Linked DNA regions of Gossypium hirsutum: region 1 is linked to region 2. Evidence: chromatin contacts called from public Hi-C data. All regions are on one chromosome and are shown on one strand. The core of a region is the stretch at or near the end of the contact, and the rest is flanking DNA. Distances in the headings are between cores, read along the strand shown. Region 1 has its middle 4.1 kb from the start of LOC107957497. Region 2 overlaps LOC107957499 (agamous-like MADS-box protein AGL11).

What was found. Hi-C and Micro-C count contacts between places; a contact is called where the count stands out from the background.
Region 1: a Hi-C map of leaf shows a contact between it and region 2, with 2.6 times the contacts expected there. The contact joins two enhancer-like sites. A contact is called at or near these places in 2 of 34 Hi-C or Micro-C datasets (both in leaf).

The regions. Positions count from the first base shown.
Region 1 is chrA05:31,749,339-31,754,815 of Gossypium_hirsutum_v2.1, forward strand. No RefSeq gene overlaps it. Among protein-coding and RNA genes, the nearest start is that of LOC107957497, 4.1 kb to the left of the region's middle. Within about 2 kb of position 3,098, at least 2 of the 9 cell types and tissues checked have an H3K27ac peak or open chromatin away from gene starts, as enhancers often do. A contact at or near this core is called in leaf, where this site is marked.
Region 2 is chrA05:31,667,800-31,673,240 of Gossypium_hirsutum_v2.1, forward strand. LOC107957499 (agamous-like MADS-box protein AGL11) reads left to right here. Exons shown (of 9, transcript NM_001327658.2): 3 at 1,344-1,425; 4 at 1,506-1,567; 5 at 1,756-1,855; 6 at 2,012-2,053; 7 at 2,147-2,188; 8 at 2,900-3,060; 9 at 3,161-3,348. The coding sequence ends at 3,164. Among protein-coding and RNA genes, the nearest start is that of LOC107957499, 4.0 kb to the left of the region's middle. Within about 2 kb of position 4,077, at least 2 of the 9 cell types and tissues checked have an H3K27ac peak or open chromatin away from gene starts, as enhancers often do. A contact at or near this core is called in leaf, where this site is marked.

The DNA of each region.
Region 1 (5,477 bases), core at 1,848-4,347, 81 kb after region 2:
CCTTTTAATAGGTGGGCAGACGATAATCAAAGATAGTAACATAGACCTAGAGTTATTATGTTATCCGTTGTTGGGTGTTATGCCAACCAAGAAAAGAAAAAATACATTGAGAATCAGGTGAAATGCACATGATTGTAGAAACCTATCAAACCAACCATTCTACATAAATGAGTTAGTAAAATATAACACCAAAAATATAAGAGATTAAAACGATGGTGTTTGCAAGTATATAGGTCAAATTGTAATATAATTTAGTACAATGAAATACTTGGGAAGTATTCCTAAAATTGTACCCAAGGTAGGATGGAAAAAATTATGAAAACTTTTTTGCAATAACAAATCTAAGTAGTAGTAATTAATTCCTATATTATGATAAAGCATAAAGTAGATTAAAGAGACAAATCAATTAACTAAAATAAATAAACAATTTAAATCAAATAACCAATCAAGAAGATTGACTCACTTCAGGATTTGTAATTAACTTTGGTCAGGGTTTTAGGGTGGATTAGCTAACGATTAATCAATTATTACCTCCCGACCTCTAATTAACTAATCGATTGGTTGATACTCGCTTATCTCCCGAATTTTGTCTAGCCTATGATAGTTTCCTAAGGTTGTCATCTTAGTGGTTTAAGCACACACATAATCTATACTAACTAACCCTCTTCAGAAAACCCTAAACCCTAATAGATCAAGTGACATTTTTATATTGACATATATATAATTAAAATTTAAAAGTAAAATAAAATCACACCTAATTTCAAAAAAAAAATTGACAAAACAAAAACCAAAAAAAAATATAGACAAGTATAAAATTGTGGACAAAATATAACCAGGAAATTGTGAAAAAAATTACAATAACGTGGATTAAAATATTAATTCTAACATTTTTTTTTATAGGGAAAAAAGAAGAAGAGAACTTTCCATGGGGCAATAGAAGAGTTTAAAGACAAAAAGACTAGGTACAAATCTGATCAAATATCACTCAAATTGATTTGAAAACTAGAATGAAGCAAATAATAATTCAAAATGATATTGATTGGTAATTAGGGAAATGTCAAATTAATTGATGAATGAAACTGAAACGGGGGTATGCTTTTTTTAATCTTGGAAACAATGTGCGGTATAAGCTTAAGATAATGTCAAATCCTTCATTGCACGATGTCTACCAAGACAAGACAAATTCACTAAAACAGTGATGTTATTACAACATTGTTTTGTTGACAACTTTCTTAACATCTCACTTGATAAAAAGCAATTTAAATATTTAAAAAGAAATAACATTATTCATCTAGTTTTCCTAAAATCTAATATACTCAATTTTCTTTTCTCATCAACTATTTTTACATTTTATAAGTTTGATTTTTACATTTTATGTTGGGTTAATTACTTTTAAAGTTAAATTATAAAGTAACAATTTTAAATGTAGAATATGTTCTAAGTTTTTGTGTTTTTCAAATATTTAAAATTTAGTTACCATGTTTTTATTTTTAAAAATTTAATCTCTTTATTTTTTCAAATTTAAAAATTCATTTTTAATGATTGAAACCGTTAATTTTTTTTTGTTACATTCGTTGATATGATGTTTTGAAAATAAAAAAAAAACTCACTTGATAATTATATAACAAAAATAATATTGTAATAAAATTTAATTAAATAGAAAATTTAAACCATATTAGCAATTATTAAAATTCACACAAGTATTTAAATCAGAATAAAGTATCTAAATTAACTAATAATATTACAAATATTAAGTTACCGAAATTATGTCAAAAATTAAATATTAAATTTAAGAATAGAATAAGAACTAAAATTAAAACTGAATCATTATTATATAATCTTAAAAAGTAAAGAAATTAGAATTGAAAATTAATATCGTTTTATAATTTCAAGAAAAAGAAGAAGAGAAATATAATGAACAGGTGTGTCAAGGAGGGCGTTACGATTTCCTTATATATGGTAGTAATAGCATATATTATTCACATAATACTATCTTCAGTTAATTGCATCAAATATTTTTAAATTAAATATTCTTTTTAAATTAGTCTTTAAATTTTAAAATACTTTGTCATATCTTTAAACTTATCAATGTTATAACAATAAAGTTATTTACTTAATTTAATTATTTAGATTTTATGTGACATAATTTAAAATAAAAATTTTAAAAAAAATTGAATGCTGTAAAAATAGATATGGTAAAAATCTTAATTTTTAAGTTTTCGAAGGTTTTACAAAAATTATGGTTCATTCTCTTTTTTTTTTGGTTTTACTTTATTTTTAATTTTTAATTTTAAAAGTTATGCGTCAACATTTTACTTTTCTTTAAAATTTTCATTTTAAATTATTTTAAATTACATCATATAATATTTTACGTATCATTTAATTGTTAAATCAACAGTTTTAATAATGAAAAGTCCTACTTGATAAAATATTGATAATTTAAAATGTAATTAGGATATTTTTAAAATTTGAAACTCAATTTAAAATATAAATGGTAATTTGAGATCTTTGGTACGACTAACTCTATTTTTCTCCTTTCACTTAAAATGAGGTTTTTTTTTAACAATTTCATTATAGATTCTAATAATATCTATTTTTTATATAATATTTAAAATTATCAATAGCCTCTCTTTAACCTATAAATAAAAAAATAATACGCTTTAATATACTCAAACTCACATTCTCTTACATTAATAATAATATCAATGTCAATTGAACTAAAACTCTATATGCTGTTCATTTAAAGAGTTGGAGTGTTATTATCTATTAGTTTTGAATGAATTTATATATTTTTATACTATTTCTTATTTTGATTTACTTTATATGCTGAGAATATAGTTTTAAATTTACCGGAATATATATTTCATGGCAATGATTTCCGGCCCGTGTTATAACGATGACCCTGGTTCTGCCACGTGTCTAAGCCCTAGAAACAGGCTGTTATTTTATCAAAACCGCAGTTCTTTCTTTTAAAATTTGAGAAATCTCATGATATCTTTGGTAAAAAAAAGAAAAAAAAAGCCGGCCTATAAATTTGAAAAAAAAAACAAACAGATTGAAATAGTTGGGACCCACGCCAATTGGGCAAGTGGTTTTTTATTTCCTTTGCTTCTTAAAGCAAACCCAAAGCTGTCTGGTTTTTCTTTGCTGTCCTTTTGAGGGTCCCTTTCCATAGTTTTTCGAATTTTAAAAATTCAAAATTGTTTTATATATTTTTTATTTGTTTCAGTTAAAATAACAATAATAATTAATGGACCGTTTGAAATAAAGAAAAGACAAAAGACAGCGAAATTGAGTAGAGAACGTAGGAACGTGCCAGGGCTGATTGTTGTGTCGGGACCCACAACAGGAAGGCTAAATGTTCGATTTGGCTCTGCTCTGCACTTGTTTACATTATTACTACCTTTGTTTTTATTCTTATTTATAGTTATTGTCTTATTGCTTTATAATTAATTTTATTATATTCTTTTTGCTTAATACAATATTTATTATCTTTTCTTAATTTTGTACCTTAAATTTTTATGAGCCCTATTCAGTCTATAAATTTAATATTTTTTAATTGGATACATAAGTTTTTTAAATTCAATTTAGTACTTAAATTTATTAAATATTATACAAATGATGCAAAACACTAATATTGTTTTTTTTGTTATACTACAAAATATTGCCAATATTAGAGAAAATTCATGTTAAAAAATAAGTATTGAGCTATGTTTAACGAATTAATATTAAACAAGATTTTAAAAAAACTCAAATTAAAAGAAATTCATTATTTTCAATTAATAAAACTGAAATTAATTGAGCATATAAAATACAAAAAAATCATATAATCTGTCACATGTCGGTCATACATTGATTATTTTTGCTACCTCATAAATAAAACAATGTTGTTAGCATATTAGAATAATTTGTAAACGTTTGGCAAGTACCAAATCGAACAAAAAAAAGAGTAGGTATCAAATTAGGAAAGAGTCGAATTCAAGCACCAGATTGGACCCCAAAAAAGTTTAAGTTCCAACTTAAGAAAAAGTGTCAAGTTTAGGTATCAAATTAGAAAAAATTGTCAAGTTTAGGTACCAAATAAGACAAAAAAAAATTTAGGTACTAAATTTGAAAAAAATGTTAAGTTCAGATACCAAATATTATATTAAACCTATTATTTTATCAATTTTAAAATATTTATTAATTACATTCATATATATATATATGACTTTAATTGATTAATTAATTAATGTCTTTGATGTATAAAATGTTGTATGTTGAAAATTATTATACCCGTCTTGACTTGTAAATAACAATAATTAAATATCTATTTAATATGAATTCAAACTGTATGATATATTTCTAGTTTTTAACTTAATTTAATTTAATTCCAGCTATATATATTTATAAATTGGGGGGGTGGTTTTGTGTGAATTTTGATTTGGAAGCCTATAAATACTAGAGTAGTTTTCATTTAATTTTGGATATTCGTTAGGTGTAAATTATTGATGGAATCATAGTGGAGTTTAGACTTTAGATAACGCATTCATAAATAAATGAATATATAAATAGACAGAGCAGGCATTCCTTAATTCATTTTTCTCATATTAAATGAAATTTCAGGCCTATTAACTACCATGACCAAAAATGTTCATCCTCATTTTCTTTCCTTTTTACTTTTTTTTATTTCCTACCAAGCACCTTCAATTTTTTTTTTAACTTCTTCATCCAATCAAACTTATTAATCAAATTTTAAATTAAAAATACAAAAAAATTATTTTCAACAAAAATGAATATAGAAAAAAAAGATAAAAAGAACTCCTAAAATCCCTAAAAAGTAAAACTCTTCCATTTAAAGAAAATTAACATCATAACTTTACTTTTCTCGATTAAAATTCATCCCTCTCATGGGACCCATAGTCATTTTTGACCAATAAGGACTTGACACAAATCCTAAATTTAGAAGTTTTAAATTAAGTTAGAGATTTATTATGTAAAAATAAATTGTTCCAATTATTTATTTGTTTGTGTTGTACACATTGTTCCAATTTTTAATCTATCTTTATTGTTAGTTTAAATCTATTTGTAAAGATTTAAAAAATCAATGTTGAGTTTGTCATCATCATAATGGAACACAATGGAATCAAAATGAAAGTATGTTGAAATGAGTGATTATAAAAGGTTGTTGGGGTCGTTTAATTGAATGGAGTCTTGTATTAAATTTTAGGAATAAAGATTTCATATGTGTTTCTACTATAAGGTGGGAATTAATTTAGTCCATATATCGAGAGAGAACAAAAGAAAAAGACAATTGATTCATAATCTATTTAAGTTAAGAGCAATTTGCTCCCTTTCAAATAAACCAATTTTGTTCAATTATTTACTTTTTGTAAACATTGTAAAAATCATCTATAAATATACTTATATTGCTTGGTTTACTTTAAATTTTTAAAAGTATTATAATTAATAATATTTCAAAACATTCATAAAAAAAA
Region 2 (5,441 bases), core at 2,827-5,326:
CTGTTGCACATACATACTAGTTTAAATATTATATGAATTTACACAAAAACAAATCAAATATCTGCACTATACGCTATTTAATTCATGAATGATCCATTTTATTTCTGAGGTAAACACAGACAATGGAAATGAGTGAGAAAGACGATGGATAAATTAAGCATTCCAACACATAGATAATACAATCATCATATTGATAAAAAAATTACATCTTGCACCATAAACTAAAATGTAATACCACTGATAAACTTGTGATATAAACAAATTTCTTAGCCATGCAAATGAGGACTTCTCTCAATGGCAATATTAACATCTTAGGAACTTTAAGATCAGATTTAAGATTTATTCTAATTTCAATTACTTTGAGTTAATTAAAATTGATTGCCAGACAAATAGAAGTAAAAGCATTTTTTAAGTATGATGGAAAGGGGGAATTCCAATATAGAAGAGCCTCTCCAATGGAAGTGTTTGGTGTAATTAGATGGTAAAGAGGTGCATGTGATTTTAGAATCGGAAGTCAAAGCAAAATTTCATCCGATGTTGAAGATTTGACATAGATCCCATTTGGTTTAAACACTTAATGTCAAATTGGAGTTTGAGTTCCAATACTTTCCAGTTGGGTTGTTTTGGACATCTCTGCTACTTCCTTTTGTCTGCTTCTATTTTCAAGCTAAAAACTATCAAACTCTTCAACTCCAATCTTTTGATTGCTTATCATTCTCTTCACTGAAGATTTGGCAACCCATGTTTGTAAGCTTTTATTTGCTTCATTGCTAAATACAGCCATTTCAATTTATATGTCTCCTTTCACTTCCATAGCTAAATCCATGCAAAAACAAAGTAGAGAGTTTTCTTCTCCCACCTGTTATATTTCCGAGTGAGCTAACTTCAATATCACTACTCTTGACCCAGTTATTTTATTCACTAACTTTAAAAATTAACTTGCGAATTATGATTAAACACATATTTATAAGATGGGTTTCTTTTTCGAAAATAGTAATTAAAACACATGGTGGAGATTTTGCAAAGTCATTTTGGGAAACAAATCACTCTTCCTTTAATTCAATCCAACTTTTATTAATCCAATATATTCCATGGGGCGTGTTTCAAGTCCAAACTAAAATGCTCAGGATAGGGCTTATATGCATCACTTCCAGTCCCTAATGCACCATGGAATCACTGATTTTGTACTTGGATTACCTAAACTCAAATGAACAAGGAGTTAATTATGGTGCTACTTTATGGATTCTATAAAACTAAGCATTCTTATAGTAAATATAATATTTGTGCTTTTTCTTTTTACGTCCATTTCCTATATCCCTGTTGATTTGATTTCTTGGGTGCAGCATAAGATCAACAATAGAGAGGTACAAGAAGGCATGTTCCGGTACCTCAAACACAAATACCGTCACGGAAATCAATGCTCAGGTAATTAATTATTTTTCGGGATAAGATAAATGGAGTTTAGTATTTTGCATGACAAAAGAAATATTTATTTTACAATGTAGTATTATCAACAAGAATCAGCCAAGTTGAGGCAGCAGATTCAAATGCTACAGAATTCTAGCAGGTAAACTATAAAATCCTTTGAAAATTATGAGATGAACAAAAGAAAAAGAAAAATGCAGTCTTAATTTTCAAAAGTTAAAAGAACTTTACTTGTTCTTTCAGAGGATTGCATTGCCTGCTTTTCCTCCTTTTACATTTTGTTCTTTAAAGGCTAATACCCTATTTCTTTTTAACTTGCTTTCTTTCAAGGCATCTAATGGGAGATTCGTTGAGTTCCTTGACAGTGAAGGAGTTAAAGCAGCTAGAGAATAGACTTGAACGAGGGATTACTAGAATCAGATCAAAGAAGGTAAATATTTACATCCCAATGATTCATTTTCATTTAATATAAAATAATGGGGATTTTCTTTGACTTGAAATCACTTAACTCAGCTTACTCTCCTACTTAATGTTTATATATTTATATCTGTGTCTTATCTGAGTTTGGTTGTTGGTGATGCAACAGCACGAAATGCTGCTAGCTGAAATTGAATATTTTCAGAAAAGGGTGAATGCTTACTTTCTTATTTACTTTACTTGTTTTTCCCCACTTCTAAATTTAACTCTTTAACACACCTACCTTAAATTTTATATATTGTAGGAAGTTGAGCTGGAAAATGAAAGTGTATGTCTCCGAGCTAAGGTAATTACATTCATATTTCCTAACACATCAACCAATTTGTTTTTGTCATGCAATTTTAGTTTAGTTAAGTCTGCCCATCCACACCTACTCAAATATTAAGTGAGATTTAACAATATCTCAAATCTCTTCAATTTGGAATTTAGTCGTGAACTAGTTTTTCTACTTTTTCAGATTTCATAATTTAGATTCAATGGTTAAAATTATTATGTTAAATTCATATTCCTTACAACATTATTTTTTTAGCTACATAATTATCAAGTGAGTATTTTTTTTTATTTCAAAATATCACACCAACAAATTTTTTTAAAAAAATTGACAGTGTAACTTAACTTTTGAAATTTTAAAAATAGAGAGATTAAGTTTTTAAAAATAAAAAAAAATCTAAAAACTAAAGTACGAAATTAGGAAGAGTAGAGATACTGATGACACATTTTAACCTCTTAAAGTGCTAGTATCAAACATACCCAAAGATATAGAAGGTTGATGGTCGGCCCAATTTCAAAAAAAAAAAAACATTTTAATCCCAGATTAATAAGATTTATGATATGGGGATACAAAGTCTTGAATACTAATTCATAATTTTTTTTTGTGAATACATGTTTATGGAAAAAATGATTATCTGATCATATTTTATTATAACCTTGGAAATATAAAATTTCTAGCTTCATAATATCTTAAGAGACACTGAATGGGAGTTATGATTAAGAATAGATTGCAGAGATAGAGAGGGTTGAGGAAGCAAACATGGTAACAGGAGCAGAGCTGAATGCTATTCAAGCCTTGGCATCTCGCAATTTCTTTACTCCAAATGTGATTGAGAGAGGAACTCCCACTCCCTACTCCCACCATGACAAGAAGATTCTCCATCTTGGGTAATTGCCTTTTTCTAATGTCTTTGCTTCCAATATTATGAAACCAATCATGGGGTTAATATATATATATTTTAATCTTTCTGAACAACACTGATTGCAGGTAGAGAGAGTTGGAGAGAACAAATCTGAAAAGGGTGTTGTGATATTATGAGATTAAATAAGGATGCATTTCAACCATATGTACTCTACATATATTATGAAGCTGTCATGTAATTTGTTACTTGTTTTGTTCTGTTATATTGTCTGAAAACCTATACTAGTGTAACGTGTTTAATTTTGTGTGTTAAACTGATTTTTTTATATAATGCTTAAAATAATTCATAATTCCTACTTAAATAAAAACATGCTAATAATATTAAGTGATAGTCGATGATGATGGTAAAAAATACCGATACTAACAATTGTTTATAATAATAGTGTTTCTTTTTATTTCTTATTCAAGTTAGAAATAAAGAATTCGTTATATCATAGAATAGTACCTAAAGTCTCAAAAAATTAATTTTACGAGAAAAAATGAAATGGTAGAGGGATCATCGATCATTAGCCATTTATTTAGAGAAGTTGAGTAAATGTGTATGCTCTCTCTTACCTAAAGTCTTCAATTCCAAACTCGGTAACATACAAAGACTACGAAACAAAGGCCCAAAAAATCAAAACCAGCCACGGTGGGAAGAGCTCCACTGGAGAGACCAAACCCCTGATCGACGGACAAGGCATTGGGGACTGTAATGAGGGCCTAGGGGCCTTGCCCCCATTTTTGAAAATTTTCTTTAGACCTTTAAAAAATTCTAAATTTTAATTGTCCCAAAATTTGGAATTTTTCATTAAACTTTTCAAAATTTTAATTAAATCTTCATTATGCCTTTAAAAATTTTAATTATATTTAGTAAAATATTTAAATATTTTAATTATATCCTCTAAATTTTTGAAAATTTTAGCTGGACCCCAAGCTTAACATGATGAGGGTAGAAAAAGGTTGGATGGTTAATAAGAAGAGTTAAATTAATCAGTTCAAGACTTGGGCTTTTTCTTTTAGCCTTTGTTATTAGTAACAGGCCTGTTATGTGGGTTATACCTGGCCCAAACGAGTTGTTATTTCCCTCTTATAATTCTTTTCTTTGACATTTGTAATTCGAAATTCTCATAGATAAGTTCACTTGATCATGGGTCAGGCAAAGCTCGAAAAGTGAAAGAGTTTTGGTAAAAATATATGTTCGAAAAATGAGCTTGAGAAAAAAATAAGGCTCGTTTAGAAAACGGGCTGAGCCTCATGTAAGGCTTATTTTGCTCGGCCCAAATATGTAAAAAAAAATTGTTTTCTTTTTACTCTCTTTTTTGCTATTTTCTTTTTTTTTTCATTATTTTGCTATCATTTCACTATTATGTTACTATTTTGTTGTTATTGTATAACTCTTGTTTTATTGTTAATTTTGTTACTATTTTAGAGACATTTGTTTGTTAAGTTGAACTTATCTTACTATTATTTAAGTATACATATTTTTAAAAAAAATTATTTTCAATTTGTTAGAAAACATTTATTTTAATGTTTTTAGTATTTTTGATATATTATATATATTTTTAAAATAATATAAAAAATAATACGGGCTGAGTTGGGCCCGGATTTATATTCTTATCAGGTAAAATCCGAGCTATATTTGGGAAAAATTTTAGGCCCATTTTTTGGACCGGATGTGGTACGGGCCTAAATTTTTAGTTGGACCTGGCCCATAGCACCTCTAGATATAAGTATATGGTTGAATATAAAAAAAATTTATAGTGTTTTTAAATTTATTTGGAATCTATTATCATTATTTTAAAAACTATTTTTACATTAATATTTTATCTCTTATAATTTTTTAGATAATTGATATTTTAATTACTATCAAATTAAATTTTAATTTATGTTTAATTCAAATACATATTAAATATTTCAAAAAAATTTCGATTTAAGCATCTATTAATTGAGGTAAATGTACTAATTTATTTTTTTAATAAACAAATCATGATTATTTTAAAAATATTAAATTCACATATTTGTTAATGATAAATTAAGTTTTTTTTTATACATTAATAAAGTAAGTTTTGTTAAGAATAAACATCATTAAAAATATTAAAACCAAAAATTTTAAAAATTTGTATCTAATTGATGAGGATAATTTCGTAGCAGTGGTGAAGATCACGATGGTCGATTAATAAATGACTTGTCGAGTTATGTAACAGTTGTTTGAGACCCTCATTTAGCTGAAATTTATGCTATTCAAGAGGCCTTACAATGCTCTGCTTGTGGAGTTGAATTGCTTGCTTGCAGTTAATGCTCAAAGGGAGAAACGTAGTAATATGATCGAGCTTACTTTCCTAGTTTAGGGCTATTTGTATCTTCA